Linked DNA regions of Sus scrofa: region 1 is linked to region 2. A link is a contact called in public promoter capture Hi-C data. All regions are on one chromosome and are shown on one strand. Each heading gives the region's core, a stretch centred on a gene start, on an enhancer-like site or on the middle of the called end of the contact. The rest is flanking DNA. Distances are from core to core; before and after follow the strand shown. Region 1 holds the start of GATAD2A (transcriptional repressor p66-alpha). Region 2 overlaps GATAD2A (transcriptional repressor p66-alpha).

Region 1 (4,242 bases), core at 533-3,032, 84 kb before region 2:
ATAACAGTCTGCCTTGTCTAATAGGCCTGTTTCCCTTCATTGCGTTCATCTTGGCTTAAAAGTTCCATCCTATAATTCAGACATCTCAGCATCTTACACACTTCTGTGCAGAAAGTGGGGGCAATAAAAGTTTTGCCATATTGAATCCTTAGAGTATTGTGGATCTTTCTCATTGCCGCTTTCTTCACCTTTGAATCAATGGACATTTATTTGATTGCTTACAAAGGGCATAACTTAGGTTCTTTGGGGGGTAAGTCAGGGGAGGAGTTCAGACAAACTGGGAGAAGACAGAAGTAGGCCATGGGTTCATGTGACATCAGAGTCTGGGTGACTGCTTCGTTTTGTCTGGGGATAGGTGGCAGGCAAGAATGCTTTTTGGAAGGGCCCCACCCAGGAGAGAAGGAAAGTGGGGCTGAAGAGCCTGACAGGGGACAGAATTAGGAAGAGCCACAGATTTGACCCTTGGGGAAGAGTGGACAGCTGCTTGGAAAAAATCCCCCCCCAAAAAAAGAGGGCTAAATGGGTAACTCTTCTAGGACAGAAGGGTCAAACGGTTGCACTTCTTAGGAAAAGAGAAACTCCTGCAACACTCAAATATTGCTTTGAAAAAGTGCAGGGACCGCAACCGCCTGGCAATTCTTGAGTAAAAAGGGTGAGGGACCACAAGTCTCCTGCAATTCCTCTCTGCAGAGAGAAAGTGTGCTTTAAGTCCCAAATTTCTCCTTGTCAGAGGAGGGACTTACAGGTTAGGAATTTCCCAAGGTATCTTCAGAAATGAAGGCCAGGGACATGCGGCCCCCACCGCCCCTCAGATCACAGAGGGAGAAGGCCCCCACTAGGGCTCACAAAAGAGGCAGGGTATGTTCCCCAAATACTCTCCAGCAAAGGCAGTGGGTCCTGAGGTCCCTCAAGTTCTCCTCAGTAAAGGACAGGGGCGCTAATCTCGAGAAGTTTTCTTAGAACAGAGAGCTGGGGTCCCGACTGTACAGAATCATTCTTATCCTGGCAACTCTCCTCAGAAAAATGGGCAGGGCAAGAATCGCTAAAACTCTTCTCAGAAGGGGCGAGGGCTAAGATTCTTGCAGGTTCCCCTCAGAACGCAGGCTAGGGGCAAGAATCCGTAACAGTCTCCTCAGAATAGGGTCGAGCCCGTGACTCTAACCTGAAAAGAACCCAGAGGCAATGAAACCCCTCGGGAACAAGGCAGGGCCACAGCTCGCCCAGTGTCCTCGGAGCGCGCCTCCTGCTGCCCCGCCCACCGTAACCGCCCCACGCCCGCCCGGCCCAGGCCGCCTCCGGTGCATTGTGGGTGGGGCGCCCCTGCTGAGCACTGCGGGGAACCCCCTGTCCAGTCAGTTGTTGGCCGCCAGGCATCCCCACGGAACCCCCCTCCAGTGTCCGAGCGAGCTGGCCACGGATTGACGCGTCCCCTAGACCCCGCCTCTTGCGGTGCTCCGACCCTGAAGCTAAAGCCCCGCCCCCGCAGCGCCCTGACTGGACCTGAGTCCGGATCCACTCTCCCATTGGTAGACCACATGTCGGTCATCTCATCCCGCCTCTCCAGGCCCGCCCAGGCCCCCGGCGCGATCCCGAGGGCCAGCCGGCCCGCGCGATCATTGGCCGCAAGGCGCTGTCCGTCATGAAGCTGGCCACGCCCTCTCTGGGGCGCGGATCCCGGGAACCCTAGCCGGACCTCATTGGCCTGAGGCGCCGCCACTCGGTGAGACGCGCCTCAACCCGGAAGTGTGCGAGACGAAATCTGCCTAGCAACCGGGGAAGCCGGGCGGCGAAGCGGGCAATTTCAGTGTGAGACTGAGCGGCGAGACGGAGCGGCGGCTCCGAGCGCGGCGCGGCGGCTCCTCCCGCCCGGGGTCAGCGCCCCGGCGCGCGCACGCGCACCCCCGCCGCCCGAACGCGCCCCGCGCCGCCCGCGCAGTCCGTCGGTCGACCGTCCGTCGTCTTGTCGCCGCCGCCGTCGCCGCCGCGGGCGCCACCTGAGGGAGCTGCCGCACGGGACCTGAGCCGACCGGACCCGACCCTGCCACCCGAGGCCCCCCGGGACCCCAGCAGTCGCCCGCAGAGGCGCCGAGCAACTTCGGTGAGTGAGGGGCCGGCGTCGCTGCTGGCGGGTCCCCGGCTTCCGGTGCCCGGGGCTTCTCTGGGGCTTCCGCTTCTTCGAGGGGGCCTCTTCCATTGCGTGGACCCCCTTGTCTGAGGGGACCCGCTTCTCTGAGGGACCCCGCCTCTTGAGAGGATCCTCCCTTCCCTGAGGATCCCCTGTCTCTTTGAGGGAACCTCCTGCTTCGCTGGGGAGCCCCTTCTCTGAGGACCGGAGCTGTCTGAGACTCCCCCTCCCAGCTTCTTAAAGGGGACCCCTGCTTGTCCGAGGGGTTGCTTTCTCCGAGTGACCTCCTGCCTTTCTGGGACCCCCTGTCATAGGCGATCCCCTGCTTCCCTGACGGACCCCTACCTCTCTCAGGAGACATCTTTGCTTCTAGGGGACCCTCCCCCTGAATTCTCTGGGGGATCCCCACCTCTCTGAGGAGATCCCTGCTTCTGTGAGATATTGTCCCACTGTTCTGTGTTTTTTTTTGCCCTTGATGTTTTGTGGTGTCTCTCACTTTTCATAGGTCCCCCTTGCCCCCTACCTTTCTGCGATGCTCTCCTGGCTTTTCTGTTCCCGCTTCTTTGGGTGACACCCTCCTTTTCTCAAGTGTCCCCCAACTAATCTGAAGTGTTCCTGCTTCTGTCAGAATCCTTCTTGGAGGTGTTCCCCACTTTTCTGAACTGTTCTCACTTTGGATGGGACCCCTTACTTTTTTTTTTGCTTTTTAGAGCCGCATCCGTGGCATATGGAGGTTCCCAGGCTAGGGGTCAAATCTGAGCTACAGCTCCAGGCCTACACTACAGCCACAGCAATGCCAGATCCTTAAGCAACTGAGTGAGGCCAGGGATCGAACCTTCAACCTCATGGTACCTTCAGATTCTTTTCCCCCGCACCACCACGGGAACTCTGGGACCCCTTAGTTTTTGATAAATACTTCCATTTTCCTGAAGCCCCCCCACCCAAGGCCCATACATCTGATTGGATCCTTATTTGTCTGAGGAAATGTTCCTCATTTTTCCAAAATCATTTCCTTTCTGGGGATCACTTTCTAATCTGTGGATGCCATGATGTTTGGAGGAGTCCCTGGCTTCTTCAGAGGTTCCCCACCTAATTCGAAATGTTCCATTCCTACAGCTCTTCACTTCTCTGAAATATGCCTCCACTTTTCCAAGATATCTCCTCTCTGATGGAAGACACAGTGGATTTCTTCACTTCTCTGAAGGGTCCCCCTGCATTCCCAGGCATTTCCCCTCCTACTTGCCTGAGGACATTCCCCCTTTCCTGAGGTTTCTCTCCCCATTCGCTAAGGGAGAAACTCTTCCCTCATTTCTCCTTGGAGTCCTAACTTCAGGGTTCCACAATTTCTGTACCCATTTCTCTCCGTTCTGGAAGGAGAGGATCAGAAATGCCCCCCCCCCCCAATCTTCTTTGTCTCTAGATTAGGGGTATTCTCTGAACTCTTACCTCCTCAGGGACCTGGAAGATTTTGTGGCTGGAAGGGAAATCAGGAGACAGGCAGAAAACACTGTTTTCCCTCATCATTTAAGACCTGCTAGATTTGGGGGAGCAGGAGCTGTTGCTAAATAGCAATCTTGGTTATTACTCTGTTTTTGAGCCATGGGGAACCACAGTGTTGTCAGGCCATTGTAGAGGCAGGAGGGACAGGGCTGGAGTATCATTAACAACTACCCCCCCACCCCCACCCCGGCCCCTGCCCCTGCCCGCTCCGCTGCCCACTATCACATTTTCAAGTTGTGGGACAGATCTACTTCCTGTCCCATCCCTCAGTCCTCCCTCTGCATAGGGTAACTCACCTTTCCCACCCCCTTATCCCCCAAAAAGGAGACGAAAACCCTTCCTTCAGGTATTCCTGCTGTGTCTTCTCTTCCTAGGCCCGTTGATTTACCCCTTGATCTCTGGAGAATCCTTGTTTGTGGGCCACTCTGGTTTGAAAGGCAGGGCAAGAAGCAGGAAATGGGTCACCTTAGATCCAGGAAGAGTGGAAGGGAGGCAAGGAACAGGGGATTTGAATTCATTTTTCTAAGTTTGGGGTGACTTCAGCCTGGCCCAAAGGAAGTTTTTACATGGCTTTTACAAATCTCATGTGTACTTTTTTTTAATGGCCCACCCTGAAT
Region 2 (3,969 bases), core at 224-2,723:
TTCTTTGGGCACAGATTTGAAATGCATCTTGAAGGTTGAGTTGGGGCTTACAAGGAAAACAGGAGCATGGTGGAGGGATGTTCCTCAGAGGGACCAATGGTGAAGGTGGGAGGAGCCCACGACAGGACTTACCTGTGAGTACAAGCAGGGGGTTCATTCAGGGGCTGGGGTCTGGAGGGCCAAGACTAGTGTTTTCTGAGAGAGCAGCTGAGACTGGTACTGGGTTTAGTAAAGCCCCTCCACCTCACCTCTAAACAGCTAGCGACCACCTGTCTCTTCCTATCCAGCCAGCCCAGAAGATGAGGGGGAAGTGGGATGATTCTGGCAGGGAGTAGGCTGCTGGCCCTACTGTCTCCCTGGGCCAGCCCTGAGGAGCAATTTGTGGCCCGAGGCCTTACTGGGCCCACACAGTCTTCTGCTATTTCCCTAGTTTATGCGGGAATCTCAGGGACCTTAACTAAAATGCAGGCTTTGATCAAGCAGATCTAGGGCAATAATGTGCTCTAGCAAAACTGCCCTGCTGCTCTGTGTGCTGAGGTGGGTAGTGGTGCAATCCTGCCTGCGGGCATACCCCCATTTGTGCCTCTCCCTCCTGGTGGACCTTAAGGAACTGCTTTTACACAAGGGCTTCTCCCCACTATCTGGCACAGCACCTGCCTCTTAAGTTGGCTTTCAGCAAGTAGAAGTGAGGAAATAAATGAACGCATGTGGATCAAGTGTGCCTTCCTAGGATAGCCAGGCCTGTCAGAGCTGTGTTCCCTTGATGAGACTGCTTCCCCTGGCATGGGCCAGCGGGACACTAAATATTAACCTCGCAATGACCACTAATTGGTAAGCAATGGGCTGATAGTTTGGTGCTGTGGTTGGAGGGATCTTATCTCAAGTTAATTTTCTAATTCCTACCTTCTCTTCAAGTTCCTGGCAGATAGCAGAGCTTTTGTGTTTGTTTAGCTGTGTCCGGCATACAAGGGGAGAAGGAGTGAGACCATTTTTTTTCCTAACAGCTTGGCCTGCTTCCAGGGATTTTCATTTTATTTTTTCTTATGTTTTTGGCTATACCCACAGCATGCAAAAGTTCCCGGGCCAGGGTTCAAACCCACACCACAGCAGTGACAGTGCTGGATCCTTAACCCACTGTACCACAGGAGAACTCCTAAAACACTTTTTTTAAAAAAGAATGCTTATGATAATTTTGAGCCTTTGTCAAATGGGTATTCTTTTCCCAAGTTAAAAGAACTCCGTGGGAAGGTACTCAGAGACTTGAAGCACCTTTGCTGTAAAAATTCAGCTTAAGAAAGTTTTTCCTGTTGGAAACTAGTAGAGCTGGTGGCCCTTCTGTGTTTGGAAGAGGTAAACCAGGTCCCTGTAACACACCAACAGTCGCCTGTGGGCCAGGACCACACAGGAAGTGCCTGCAGCCTGGCAGCCCCAGGGCGAGCTGGGCGCCTCCATTTTCTGACAGCACCTGAACCCTACCTCACTTCTCAAAATGAAGGCTGCTTGTCACAAACTGGTTAGAACTGGCTGTTGCCATGGTTTTCACGTTGGAAGGCACAGTTAAAGGGTCACATGACCAAAGCGGGAAATGCCTTTGTCACATGACTTCTTGGTGGCCTGATTAGCATACAGGAAGTTCACTCCCTGCTGGCTGCTGGGATGCTGAGTGATCATTGATGGGAGGTGATGTCATGTCTTGGACGAGTTATTGATTAGTCTCAGTCCAAGATGGGATCTGGGAGTGCTGTGGTCAGAGTGGCCATCTCAGGGAGCGTCAGCTTCCACATGCTCTCAGTCCCAAACCCTATCCTCGTCCCTCAGGCAAATTTGAGTTTTATTAGACATCTTACTTTTGGAAGATGTCTAATAAAACTCAGTGAGATAAAACGTGATAAGTCCCTGTGGATTATTACCATTATCTCAGTGCACTCTTACTCAAGAAGTGCCTGCAGTCTGTAACTCTAGATGTGGTTCTGCCTGGGCTGCTGCTCTGCCTGTGTGCAGCTCCTGTGCTGGAGCCTTGTGTCTGCTCACTGTCTTAGTGTGTTCAGAGAACCTGGAATTGGAGCCCCCAAAGTTGATCTTGGGCTGAGTTGACAATTAACAGGGGGACACACGGACATGAAGAGGGGTGGTTCCTGAATTGCATTGGTTTTTAGTTGGATAAGGCCGTGGTAAAACACCCTGAGTTACTTTATAGAAAGCCAGCCATGTTGCTGTGAGCTGTGGTGTGGGTCCCAGACGCGGCTCAGATCTGGCATGGCTGTGGCTGTGGCATAGGCTGGCAGCTGTAGCTCCGATTAGACCCCTAGCCTGGAAACCCACATGCCTCGAGTGCAGCCCTAAAAAGCAAAAAAAAAAAAAGAAAGAAAGAAAACCAGTTCCAGGGCATGAGAAAGTTGGCTGATAACTCCTATGAGGGGATTCTTTAGCTTAAAATGGAAGTCTTCTCATTCACTCCTGGTCTCTTGTTGAAGACCATCTAGCAACTGCACTGGTTAAATTGAATCAGGGCTGAAAGTGTTGAGGCACAGCAGCCATGCAGCTTTAGGAAGGGCTGGGGAGAACGCTATATTGGGGGAGCAGGGGAGTCAGCAAACCCTCAGTGTCTGGTCCTCTGTGCCAATCCTTGCCTAAGGACATGGCTCACTCCAAGAATAGAAAAGGTGGTTCCCTGGGATGTTAAAACACAAGTTCTCCGTCTATAACTGTCCCCTGCTTAGGTGGAAGGAGTGGGACAACTTAGAGCCATTACTCCCAGTTAACTTCATTCAGTTTATTCTTTGGGTCACAGAGCCACCTAGCGGATGAATTCAGTCCTAGGCTGGTTTTCCTGTTAATAGATATATTTGATTCCTTCAACACAGATGCTGAGGCCAGGAAGTTTACATTGTGCCCTCAGCAAACAGAGCTATTGATTCGGGGCTAAGTGCTATCTGTAGGACCTGTTGGTTCTAATGTGTGGAGTTACTAACACCGTAGTAGAAGCCTAGCATGACTAGATCTAAATATATGTCCTAGGGGACTTGGGTGGTAGGATTTGGGGTAAGAGGGAGAGAGGGTAATAGGCAGTGGTGGCTGGGAACTAGTTTCTGAGCAGATCAGGTTGATTGGAAAGTACCCAGATCTGTGAGAGAAAATGTATTCTGTGTTCTAGTTGATTTCAAAACGTGCAACTGCTGCTATCACATTGTCACTGGCAGGATGAAGAGGCCACGTGTAGCTCAGGAAGGACTATCCAACAGGCAGCCTTGGCCACCTTGTGAGGTGGTGAGACTCCATGCCCAGGAGCTAGAGTGTAGGCTGACAGCATGTGGATCAGCCCTTCGTCTTCTGGGGGCAGGCAGGTGGGCTGTCCAGATGTGAAGGCTGTCGGCGAGACTGAGTTGAGTAAAGGAAAGGCTGATTCGTGTGGGGGTTGGACTCTAACTATCAGGTGGCCTCCAACATGGGCAGGTAGGAGCCCCAGTAGCAGGCTCAAGATCTGGGACCTAGTGTTTTTATTAAGTACTGAGCCACATGGTAGAGAAAGCTGTGGTGTTTTCTAAAATAACTGTGTCACCTTTGGACATGTAGATGTCTTCAGTCCTAGGGACACAGAATTGGGCACCAAGAATAGCCCTGGCTTTTGAAGGGTTCAGCAACAGACTGGCAAGTGGGAACCGCCACATGATAAGTGCAGTAAGAGAAGACAGCCTGGGTGGGCAGACATGGCGTCTGGGGCTCTAGGGAATGTTGTCTGGCACAGTTGGGGCACTCTAACAACTTGCTGTCCCTGCTCCACAGTGAAATGAAGTCTGAGAGGAGAGCCCCTTCCCCCGACGTAATTGTGCTCTCTGACAACGAGCAGCCTGCAAGCCCCAGGGTGAATGGGCTGACCAAGGAGGCCTTGAAGGAGACCAGCACCGAGGCCCTCATGGTGAGCCTTGTCCCCACCCTGGGAACGACCCCACCGTGGAGCTGGCAACAGTG

The links. Promoter capture Hi-C pulls out the DNA fragments that hold promoters and counts their contacts.
Region 1: a promoter capture Hi-C map of liver shows a contact between it and region 2, with 6 times the contacts expected there. The contact joins the promoter of GATAD2A here to the enhancer-like site in region 2. A contact is called at or near these places in 4 of 5 promoter capture datasets (fetal liver, fetal skeletal muscle and liver), 19 of 47 Hi-C or Micro-C datasets (adipose tissue, blood, fetal skeletal muscle and 9 more) and 2 of 2 datasets of contacts at active chromatin or transcription factors (alveolar macrophages and skeletal muscle).

The regions. Positions count from the first base shown.
Region 1 is chr2:58,514,848-58,519,089 of Sscrofa11.1, reverse strand. GATAD2A (transcriptional repressor p66-alpha) reads left to right here and starts at 1,782. Exons shown (of 13, transcript XM_021083423.1): 1 at 1,782-2,098.
Region 2 is chr2:58,431,170-58,435,138 of Sscrofa11.1, reverse strand. GATAD2A (transcriptional repressor p66-alpha) reads left to right here. Exons shown (of 13, transcript XM_021083423.1): 4 at 3,784-3,916. Among named protein-coding and RNA genes, the nearest start is that of TSSK6, 22 kb to the right of the region's middle. Within about 2 kb of position 1,473, at least 44 of the 83 cell types and tissues checked have an H3K27ac peak or open chromatin away from gene starts, as enhancers often do. A contact at or near this core is called in adipose tissue, alveolar macrophages, liver and 5 more, where this site is marked.